Linked DNA regions of Mus musculus: regions 1 and 2 are each linked to region 3. A link is a contact called in public Hi-C data. All regions are on one chromosome and are shown on one strand. Each heading gives the region's core, a stretch centred on a gene start, on an enhancer-like site or on the middle of the called end of the contact. The rest is flanking DNA. Distances are from core to core; before and after follow the strand shown. Region 1 overlaps Clcn3 (chloride channel, voltage-sensitive 3). Region 2 overlaps Clcn3 (chloride channel, voltage-sensitive 3). Region 3 holds the start of Mfap3l (microfibrillar-associated protein 3-like).

Evidence for each region. A called contact is a pair of places that touch in the nucleus more often than the background predicts.
Region 1: a Hi-C map of rod photoreceptor shows a contact between it and region 3, with 2.3 times the contacts expected there. The contact joins the enhancer-like site here to the promoter of Mfap3l in region 3. A contact is called at or near these places in 22 of 39 promoter capture datasets (the 3T3-L1 cell line, 3T3-L1-derived adipocytes, the C10 cell line and 14 more), 6 of 484 Hi-C or Micro-C datasets (the G1E-ER4 cell line, bone marrow-derived macrophages, cortical neurons and 3 more), 12 of 115 datasets of contacts at active chromatin or transcription factors (embryonic forebrain, embryonic hindbrain, embryonic stem cells and 3 more) and 5 of 9 other capture datasets (adipose tissue, embryonic stem cells, liver and 2 more).
Region 2: a contact with region 3 is called in a Hi-C map of rod photoreceptor, with 2.0 times the contacts expected there. The contact joins the enhancer-like site here to the promoter of Mfap3l in region 3. A contact is called at or near these places in 25 of 39 promoter capture datasets (the 3T3-L1 cell line, 3T3-L1-derived adipocytes, the C10 cell line and 15 more), 3 of 15 datasets of contacts at CTCF or cohesin (the NIH/3T3 cell line, embryonic stem cells and pro-B cells), 23 of 484 Hi-C or Micro-C datasets (B cells, the BV-2 cell line, the G1E-ER4 cell line and 10 more), 11 of 115 datasets of contacts at active chromatin or transcription factors (bone marrow-derived macrophages, embryonic stem cells, epiblast stem cells and 4 more) and 3 of 9 other capture datasets (adipose tissue, embryonic stem cells and macrophages).

Annotation. Positions count from the first base shown.
Region 1 is chr8:60,912,926-60,915,625 of GRCm38.p6, reverse strand. Clcn3 (chloride channel, voltage-sensitive 3) reads left to right here. Exons shown (of 13, transcript NM_173873.1): 13 at 2,451-2,700. The coding sequence ends at 2,541. Among named protein-coding and RNA genes, the nearest start is that of Hpf1, 24 kb to the right of the region's middle. Within about 2 kb of position 1,300, at least 6 of the 459 cell types and tissues checked have an H3K27ac peak or open chromatin away from gene starts, as enhancers often do. A contact at or near this core is called in rod photoreceptor, where this site is marked.
Region 2 is chr8:60,938,000-60,940,699 of GRCm38.p6, reverse strand. It overlaps Clcn3 (chloride channel, voltage-sensitive 3), which reads left to right. Exons shown (of 13, transcript NM_173873.1): 4 at 2,053-2,152. Among named protein-coding and RNA genes, the nearest start is that of Clcn3, 44 kb to the left of the region's middle. Within about 2 kb of position 1,374, at least 17 of the 459 cell types and tissues checked have an H3K27ac peak or open chromatin away from gene starts, as enhancers often do. A contact at or near this core is called in the G1E-ER4 cell line, epiblast stem cells, rod photoreceptor and 1 more, where this site is marked.
Region 3 is chr8:60,631,565-60,634,264 of GRCm38.p6, reverse strand. Mfap3l (microfibrillar-associated protein 3-like) reads right to left here and starts at 1,440. Exons shown (of 3, transcript NM_027756.5): 1 at 1,207-1,440. It overlaps Gm34730 (a long non-coding RNA gene), which reads left to right and starts at 2,410. Exons shown (of 3, transcript XR_379010.3): 1 at 2,410-2,700.

The sequences.
Region 1 (2,700 bases), core at 51-2,550, 280 kb before region 3:
TGATGGTAATGACATAAACTGAGAAAAATTACTTAGAAAAATATGCATTAAAACTCATTTGGAGTACCCATGAATGTTTTATTACCATCTCTTAAGAAATGAGATTCAGTTCCTGAGAATGAGGTCGGTAGTATTTACATGTATTCTTCCTTAATTGGATTTCCAAATGAATAGTAGAGGTCTAGGAGATTTCTCATTAGCCGGGCGTGGTGGTGCACGCCTTTAATCCTAGCACTTGGGAAGCAGAGGCAGGCGGATTTCTGAATTCGAGGCCAGCCTGGTCTACAGAGTGAGTTCCAGGACAGCCAGGGCTACACAGAGAAACCCTGTCTCGAAAAACCAAAACCAAAAAGGGGGGGGGGGGGCGCTTTCTGACTAAGCCCCTCCCTCCCCAGCATACACAGTGTGTAGGTTGTTACCTCAGAAACTGAGAGCTGGTCATCCAGGGAAAGAGCACTGAAAGCAGTCCCAAGTGTAGCGGCCGGTAGCTGTGTGTCATTATGTTTCTTTTTCACTTTTATTCATCTCCATCATTAAAATTTAGTCATACTTTCATTATTTTGATTTTTAATTTAAAAATAAACTCAACCACTAAAAGTAGTATTGTGTCACCTTTTAAGTTAGTAGAATGTCTGAAAATGGAACCTAGATTCTTAAATCATCTTATTTTTATCTCAAGTTCATGAGGAGCATTCTTACGGTTTATGTTTTATTTCCTTCTCTCATTCTTTATCATTATGATTGGAACCCCCTTCAGTTTAATTTCTCACAGTTATTAGCATAATAATCTGTTTCAGGATTGTCTTGGGGATCATCACAAAGAAGAACATTTTAGAGCATCTCGAGCAACTAAAGCAGCACGTGGAGCCCTTGGTGATTAGCTGTGTCAGCTGTCCTCACTAGACACCCTAGAAGTCAGGAGGCATGAAACTTGTGAACTGTTCAGGTCTCCCTGCCACAGTCCCACCTGCTGCCACTTACACTGGTGTCTGCCCAGATGTCTGTGAGACAAATTTAGATATACTGTCTAAAATTCCATTCTTAGAAAGTAAGCAGCAACTAACATCTCTCGTCAGAATTAGTTACAATTAAGTCCTGCTGACAGTTGGGTAATGCGGAGAACATTATTGGACTTGTTTAAGCATGAAAAGTCTGTCTACCCTAGTGGATTCACCAGTCTCAGAAGACTCCTGACTGGTTAAAAACTGCCAACCCTGTCTGCCCCAGGCCTTCACCCCCAAACCCCCCCTTTTTTTTTTGCTTCCTAATCTGTGGTCATGTGAATCTAAGCTCCTTGAACTGAGCTGAGCAGCAGAAGCGCTGACGGAGTACATTGTTAACTGGCACCCTAACTGGAGCACAGTGCGGAGATGAGCTCTCAAAGCATTCGTTCTGTCTCTGCTACCCTTATAGATTCTCACAGTCAAAATGTGTGTCTTCCATTTCGTTATGGGTTGTCCATAGATCCCGTGTGTGCCCCTTTGTTTCGTGTTTCTAGACTGTCATAGGTAGCTTTTGTCTTAATAGGCTTTATGTCTTAGTGGTGTCATTGATTAGAGATACAGTTTTGATTTGTGCATAACAAATTGTGTGACTTTAACAATTAATACCTCAAATTATTTTGACCTGCAATTCTCATAATTATATGAAACCTGTCCCCATTTGTTTAAGTACGTATTTCTATTGTATGCTAATATTTCACAAGTGTTTCATGCATCCTTTTTAAACTACTAACCAAATATAGTAGCTTCCCATTCATTCTGCTTTCTGCCTCACCTACATAATCTTTCAGGATTGCCTCTTGATTTCTTACCTACTGTTTAATGTAAACATTAACATCCAAACTTTGAATAAAGCACTGTATCTTCTTTGGGGCGAGCACAAAATTGAAAAGCAAAGACCCTAAGTATGCTTTCAGAATCCTGGGTTGTCACACTGTCAAGTCTGGGAGGTGAAGCTCTGCGCAGATCATTGGTTATGTATCTCATCTCAATTGTATGTGCTTTCAGCAATAGTCTGCATACAACTAGGCAAATTATTTCTTAAAAATTTTGGTTCTATAAACTATTGCGGTTTTAAATTGTTTTCTAATATAATGGCAATAGGTTCCTTTTCAAACTGGATCAGTATTACTTTCTGTTCAAACATCGTCCCAGTTTTTGCTACTTTTCTGTTGGCATACGTGAATCAGAGCAGCCCTGCTTCAGTGAGGCCTGCGTCCCAGCCCCAGTGGGAAGGGCCTCACACTCTACGTGGCCACTGTATTTTTGTCAGAGGATGGTTGCTGGGTAATTTCATTGTCTTTGCAGTAAAACACCTTTTAAAATAAGCACAATCAGGCTGCTTGCTTTGCTCTCTATTCCTGTCAACAAAAAGGATTTATCCATAGATTTAGTTCCTCTTGTCTTTTCCCTTTTATTTTAATAGCTTTTTCTGTTTATCCTTTTCAGACGCCTCCTTGGCATTATAACAAAAAAAGATATCCTCCGTCATATGGCCCAGACGGCAAACCAAGACCCCGCTTCAATAATGTTCAACTGAGTCCTGTAGATGAGGACAGAGAGGAGACAGAAGAGGAAGTTCGTTTGTTGAATAGCACAATTCTTTAATCTGCGGGACTCGTCCACTTTTTTCTTCTTTCAAAAAAAAAAAAAAAAGGAAATACAAGGCGAGCTTTGCAACCCGGTTTGCAAATAATGC
Region 2 (2,700 bases), core at 125-2,624, 310 kb before region 3:
CAATCAAGAGGCTGAGTTGCAGGAATCCAGTATAGGCTAAATAACAAGACCCTATCTCAAAGCAGAACAATCCTGACTCCAAATCCCACAGTATAGTGAATGCACACTGGTATCATCTAAAATGCACTTTTTCAAAACAGAGAAAACCTGTCTAGAAAAAAACCAAAAACAAAAAACTAATTCACTTAAAAATTGTAACTGTAAACTCACTATTTTAAATGTAACTAATATAAAAATAATACATTTTTCAAAATTAAAAAGTATTTGCAGAGTGATTTTTTTTAGTAGTCTTCATGATTGCCTGGCTTAATAAAAGACCGATACATTCTCATATCTGCTTTTCATCGTAGCAGCTTGTAAAAGATGAGCTCTTACGTGCATTTTGAATTGTCTTAACTCCAGCTTTGTTAAATTAAAATCCATTGCTTTACCTTGAACTTTGAGAATACATTTTCTTAACATGAAATTATCATGTAGAAGATACTAGTTTGCTGATCTATGTGGATTGTCAGATGTAGACAGCGGTTGGTTAATTGGTTGGTTGGTTGCTAGGTCGGTTAATTGGTTGGGTGGGTCCTGGGACTTTAACTCAAGGCATATACAATCTGACTAAGCTGGACATGGTTTCTCATGCAGAGCTTCCTGAGTTTCATGGCCTTCTGTTGTCTGTGGAGTTTTCTTTGAGAACTATTTTATCTCATATTGATACTTTTTATAAGATAGTATCATAATACAAGTATCAGAAAATTTCCACTGAGTAAGAATACTGTTTTTGTTTTTTTGTTTTGTTTTGTTTTTAATTTGTTTACAAAGTGACAGGTACTATTACCAGTGGGTATTTTGGTTTTTGTTGTTGTTGTTTTAAGAAAGCAGTGCAGCTTATTTAACTGATACTATATTGTTAAACATTTAGGTGATATCTATATTTTTGTAGCTTGGTGATGAATCAACACTATTTTACACACAGTGTTCTTGTACTGAAAATGGACCAGTAAGAGTTTATTGAACATCTGCTGTGTACAAACAGAAGAATAAGAAGAATGGCAGAGACTGTCTGAAAATGACTTAATACTATCTTTTAAAAATATGCTTATTTTTTATCAAGGAAAAACAAAGTGGAACTTAGTGACCACTTGTAAGACTTTCTAAAAAGTGGTTGATATCTGTGTTTGGATGCTTCTATTTGAAAGGGATATGATTTTCTTATTCACTGGGTCTTTTTAATTGGTCCTGTGGCTTTTGAATAGATGATCCACTCAAAATAGATCAGGTCATTGAATTCTTGCTGTACTTTTCTACAGGCTAGTTGAGCATTGTGGCCCTAGATGGACAATAGAGCTTCTTAAAGCTAAGCTGTGAGCAAGACAAAAGAAGCTAGTTTGGAATGGGTTTAGAAGTGCATTCTTGGGGAGACAAGCATGCTATTACAATAGCATACTGCTATTGTTAATGAGGGGAGATTTGCATCAAATCCGCTTTCTTCTTGTTAATCTCTTAGCTGCATGCAGTCAATCAGTCGAGGACAGTTTTCTTCTGGCTTGCAGGGAAGTCTTTGGCTGTTACAAGTAGGATTAGAGCTCTACACCTATGTATTCACAGTTCTGTAACTTGGGGGGATCACTCTGCTGGTGTGACTCAGGTATTATATTTTTGAGCAGTTTTTGTTCATTAATTTCAACTTTTAAACATAATTATATGTTACTAAAGTACTGAAGCCAGACTTTTACAGCTATATTATCTAACTTGTGATGTGTAAACTATCTGTGTGTAGCAGATAAGGTTTGAAACAGTGTAGATTAGACTTCCATGTGGCCCGTGGGCCCTAACAGTCAAATCCAGATGTTCTTATTTAAAAAACAAATAGATCTTTGCTTGATGTGTGGCCTCTGGCTATTAGGTACAGCTGCCCTGCAGAGTGATTTTTATCCCAAATTTGCTTTGTTATTCTTTAGTTTACAAGGTACTTTCTGTGTTATGAGACTTGAGAAAATTAAGTAGACTCAAGCATTGTAGAAATACAGTTTAAGAAATGAAACATATTTGTAATTTCAGATCAACAGTAAAAAAAAAGAATCAGCATGGGAAATGACAAAAAGTCTGTATGACGCCTGGTCAGGATGGCTTGTTGTTACACTGACGGGACTGGCATCAGGTAAGGGGAAGGCTTAAGGGAAACTTTTGCTTTATCTTGCTTGGCTTTGCTTTTAAGTTAACTGGATAACCCCCTCCTCCTTTTTGGGTACATTAGAATTTTTTAGAGTGCTTACGTTTCTTAGAAAAAAGTAAATATGAGATCAGGCGACTGAGTCTGATTGACTGGGCGCTTTGTCTTATCAATTTGGCTGTCCACTGTGACTGCCTAGTCCTAGAGAGAGAAGTTGAACTACTAGCAGCTGACAGTGTGAATCCCACTAGGGGTAGTAGAATCACTCTCCGCCTCCATCAGGCAAGACAGAAAACAGGAAAAAGTAAGATATTTGTGAAGACCAGAGAGAGAGAAGTATTGATAAGTGGCATGCGTTAAGAATGTTGTGCTCAGTCTGTCTGACCTATTGATTTCTTGTGATAAGAATGATCTAATTTGATCATAACTTTATATATTTTCAATATTTTGTCATTAAGATAATCTTTATATGTATAGCTTTCTGTTAATTAAGAAAAATTTCAAACTTACATGAATAATTCAGTGAATGATATGAA
Region 3 (2,700 bases), core at 191-2,690:
AATCAGGGCACATTGTAAACGTGGTGCATCACACAGAGCCAGGTAATGTAACCAGTCATGTGCTGGGCTCCTCAAACTTGTAAGTATTTTAATAGATGAATATGGGTAGCTGTAGGGGAAAACAGTAACATTACCTTAGAAGGTACAGATTGCATTTTTGTGCATTAGCTCACTGCCTGCAAACTACCTTGCTCTAATTTAGTCTCTCCTGAAAAACAATTCTTTTTCCATCTTGCAGATTTAATCCTGAACATTTTACTATGTTGAGTGTAGTAGCAACTTTAAAAAAAAAGTGTTTTGCCTGGGGGGGGGGGAGTGAGAAAACTTCAAAAACCACTGTTTCTGCAATGCTGATTCCAAGTTCCTAATATAAAGCTAGAGCAAATAAAGATTGCTACAGTAACCACACTTTGAACAAGTGTCTTTCAAAACAATGACGACGGAGCCATAATATTTTCTACAGGGTGAGCAGCTGATGTACCTGCAAACATCTTCTTTTCTTTTTTCCAGTTTGCTTTATAAACCTTGGAATTTGCGATCCCAGGCTAATTTAAAGAGGGAGACAAGCAATTCTCGGGCTTAAAAAGGATTGACTCGGCATTTACTTTTTTAGCCAAAGAAGGACGTTCCCCCATTCCAGGCCACCAGACAATTTGGTGTCAACTTGCTATGGTGGGAAATGCGACAAACTCCAAGAGCTCTCAAGACAAGGAAGCAGCTCTTAGCACCAGCTGCTTCCCACACTCCTGCAGCATCAGGACGCGGCGCTTCGGAGCTCCCCACGCCGCCTTCCGGGCAAAGGCCAGTACACCCTTCCCTGTCTGGGGAAACTGAGGCACCGTGACAAGAACGATCCACAGCTGGGCGAAGAGCCCTGTCTCTGCGTGGCATCCTCCTTCTCCCGGGAGATTGGGAAGGCTCTGTGCTAACGCGCTGTGGACAGCGCGCCCCTGGCCATCAGAAGGTTGTGGCACGAGCCTTGGACGCGACTGTCCCCAACCCGCCGGTCTCCGCCCTGCATGTACTTCCAGCATCCTGCGACCAGCCACGAGCTGGGAGAGCAGGGCACCTCCAGGCGCGTAGCCTCGCCAGCCCAGGCGTCCGAAAGTTCTGCAGCTCGGGCGGCCGCTGACCACAAACCCGGTGCGAGGCTCCCTCCTACTGTAGCCCGCCGCCCAGGCTCGCCCGCCCAGTGCCCTCACTGACCTGACACCGCTGCGCCACTCGGGTGGTCGCCGTGCACCTCTCGCCATGGCCACCCGGGGAGCTCTGCAGCACCGAGCGTGTACCAACCTCCTCCGCCGCCCGCGCCTCTTCTCGATGCGGGTTACGAGCCCCGCCGCCGGGAGCCGGAGCTTCCCACCTACGGGCTCCAGAGCCGGCGAGAGCCGAGCATGCCCAGTGCGGCTCCCGGCGGCGCCGAGGTCCGGTGCACTCTGCACAACCGGGTTTTCGCCGCAGCCGCGGCCCGGGGCGGGCCGCTGCGGGTGGTGGGCTCCGCCCACCCCGGGCTGGCCCTGCAGTCTGCAGGGAAGCATCGTGCTCAGAGAGCCCGGCCTCTGGGCGGGACCGGGCGGCCACTGGGCGGTGCTCCCGCGCTCCACCCTGCCTCTTCCTCCAGACTCAGTGGTGCTAGGGCAGCGTGACTGGTAATTGTGGGGAGGCAGGGCGCTGCCGGCGTTGTCACCTCAACTTTCCGGAGCGTCGCGTCTCAGTGGCGTTCAAGGACACGCAGGCAAAGGCGTCTTCGAATGTCATCTTGGATGCCACGGGCAACCAGCCTACCCACGCATTAACCAACCTAGTCTCTAAGGCTGTCTTGTCACAGCACCTCGCGAGCAGGAGCATATGGGGCCTCCTAGGCGGCCGGCCGCGCTGTCACAGCAAAAGCACAGTGGACGCCTCGAAGTGGCACGACAAGACACAGCAGGGTGTTTGCGGTGGATTCTGAGTGGTGTGGTTCCGCGAAAATTTATAAAACTGCCCCTTAAAATTATTTGCAGTTTCGACATTCTCTCTAAAGAGCAGTTAAGTTGTTCTGATGAGAAAAAATAAGTATTCTAAAAATATTTTTACCACCTACATAAGTTTTCTGTGAACAGTCCTGCAATATTAGTGGATCTCTCCCCTGCCATCCCACACGCATTTAAATATTATGTACCTATCATCTATCTTTCTGTCTGTCTATCTATCTATCTATCTATCTATCTATCTATCTATCTATCTATCTATCTATCTATCTATCTATCTATCTATCTATCATTCTATCTATCTATTTAAGGGAGATCTTGTCAGTTTCTGGGACAGTGACCAAGCTCTTCTTCCCTGGCTCTTCTATCCTGGCCCCCTCCGGCCACGCCCCACACCGTGTTTTTTTTTTTTTTTTTTTTAAGAAGGGTAGCCCCGCCCCCACACCTATGTTGGTCATAGGCTGCTGGAAAAACACGGAGAGTTGGATTAAGCAAATTAACGCTACTAAAGTGGCTCAGGCTGTCAGACCCCGCGTATTCCACTCTGAGTTAGGAACAGCTGTCAAGATGACAGGAAGCTGTTAACGGGATAGCAGTCGACCTCCTTCTCTGTGACTGACAAACCCAGAGGCAAAGTATTGTCTGTGACCTCAAGCCCTGAGTTCCGCCGCAGAAGTGGCTGCAGGCAACTGAGCATGCTCTGAACAGTGCCAGACTGCTGCACGTGGTT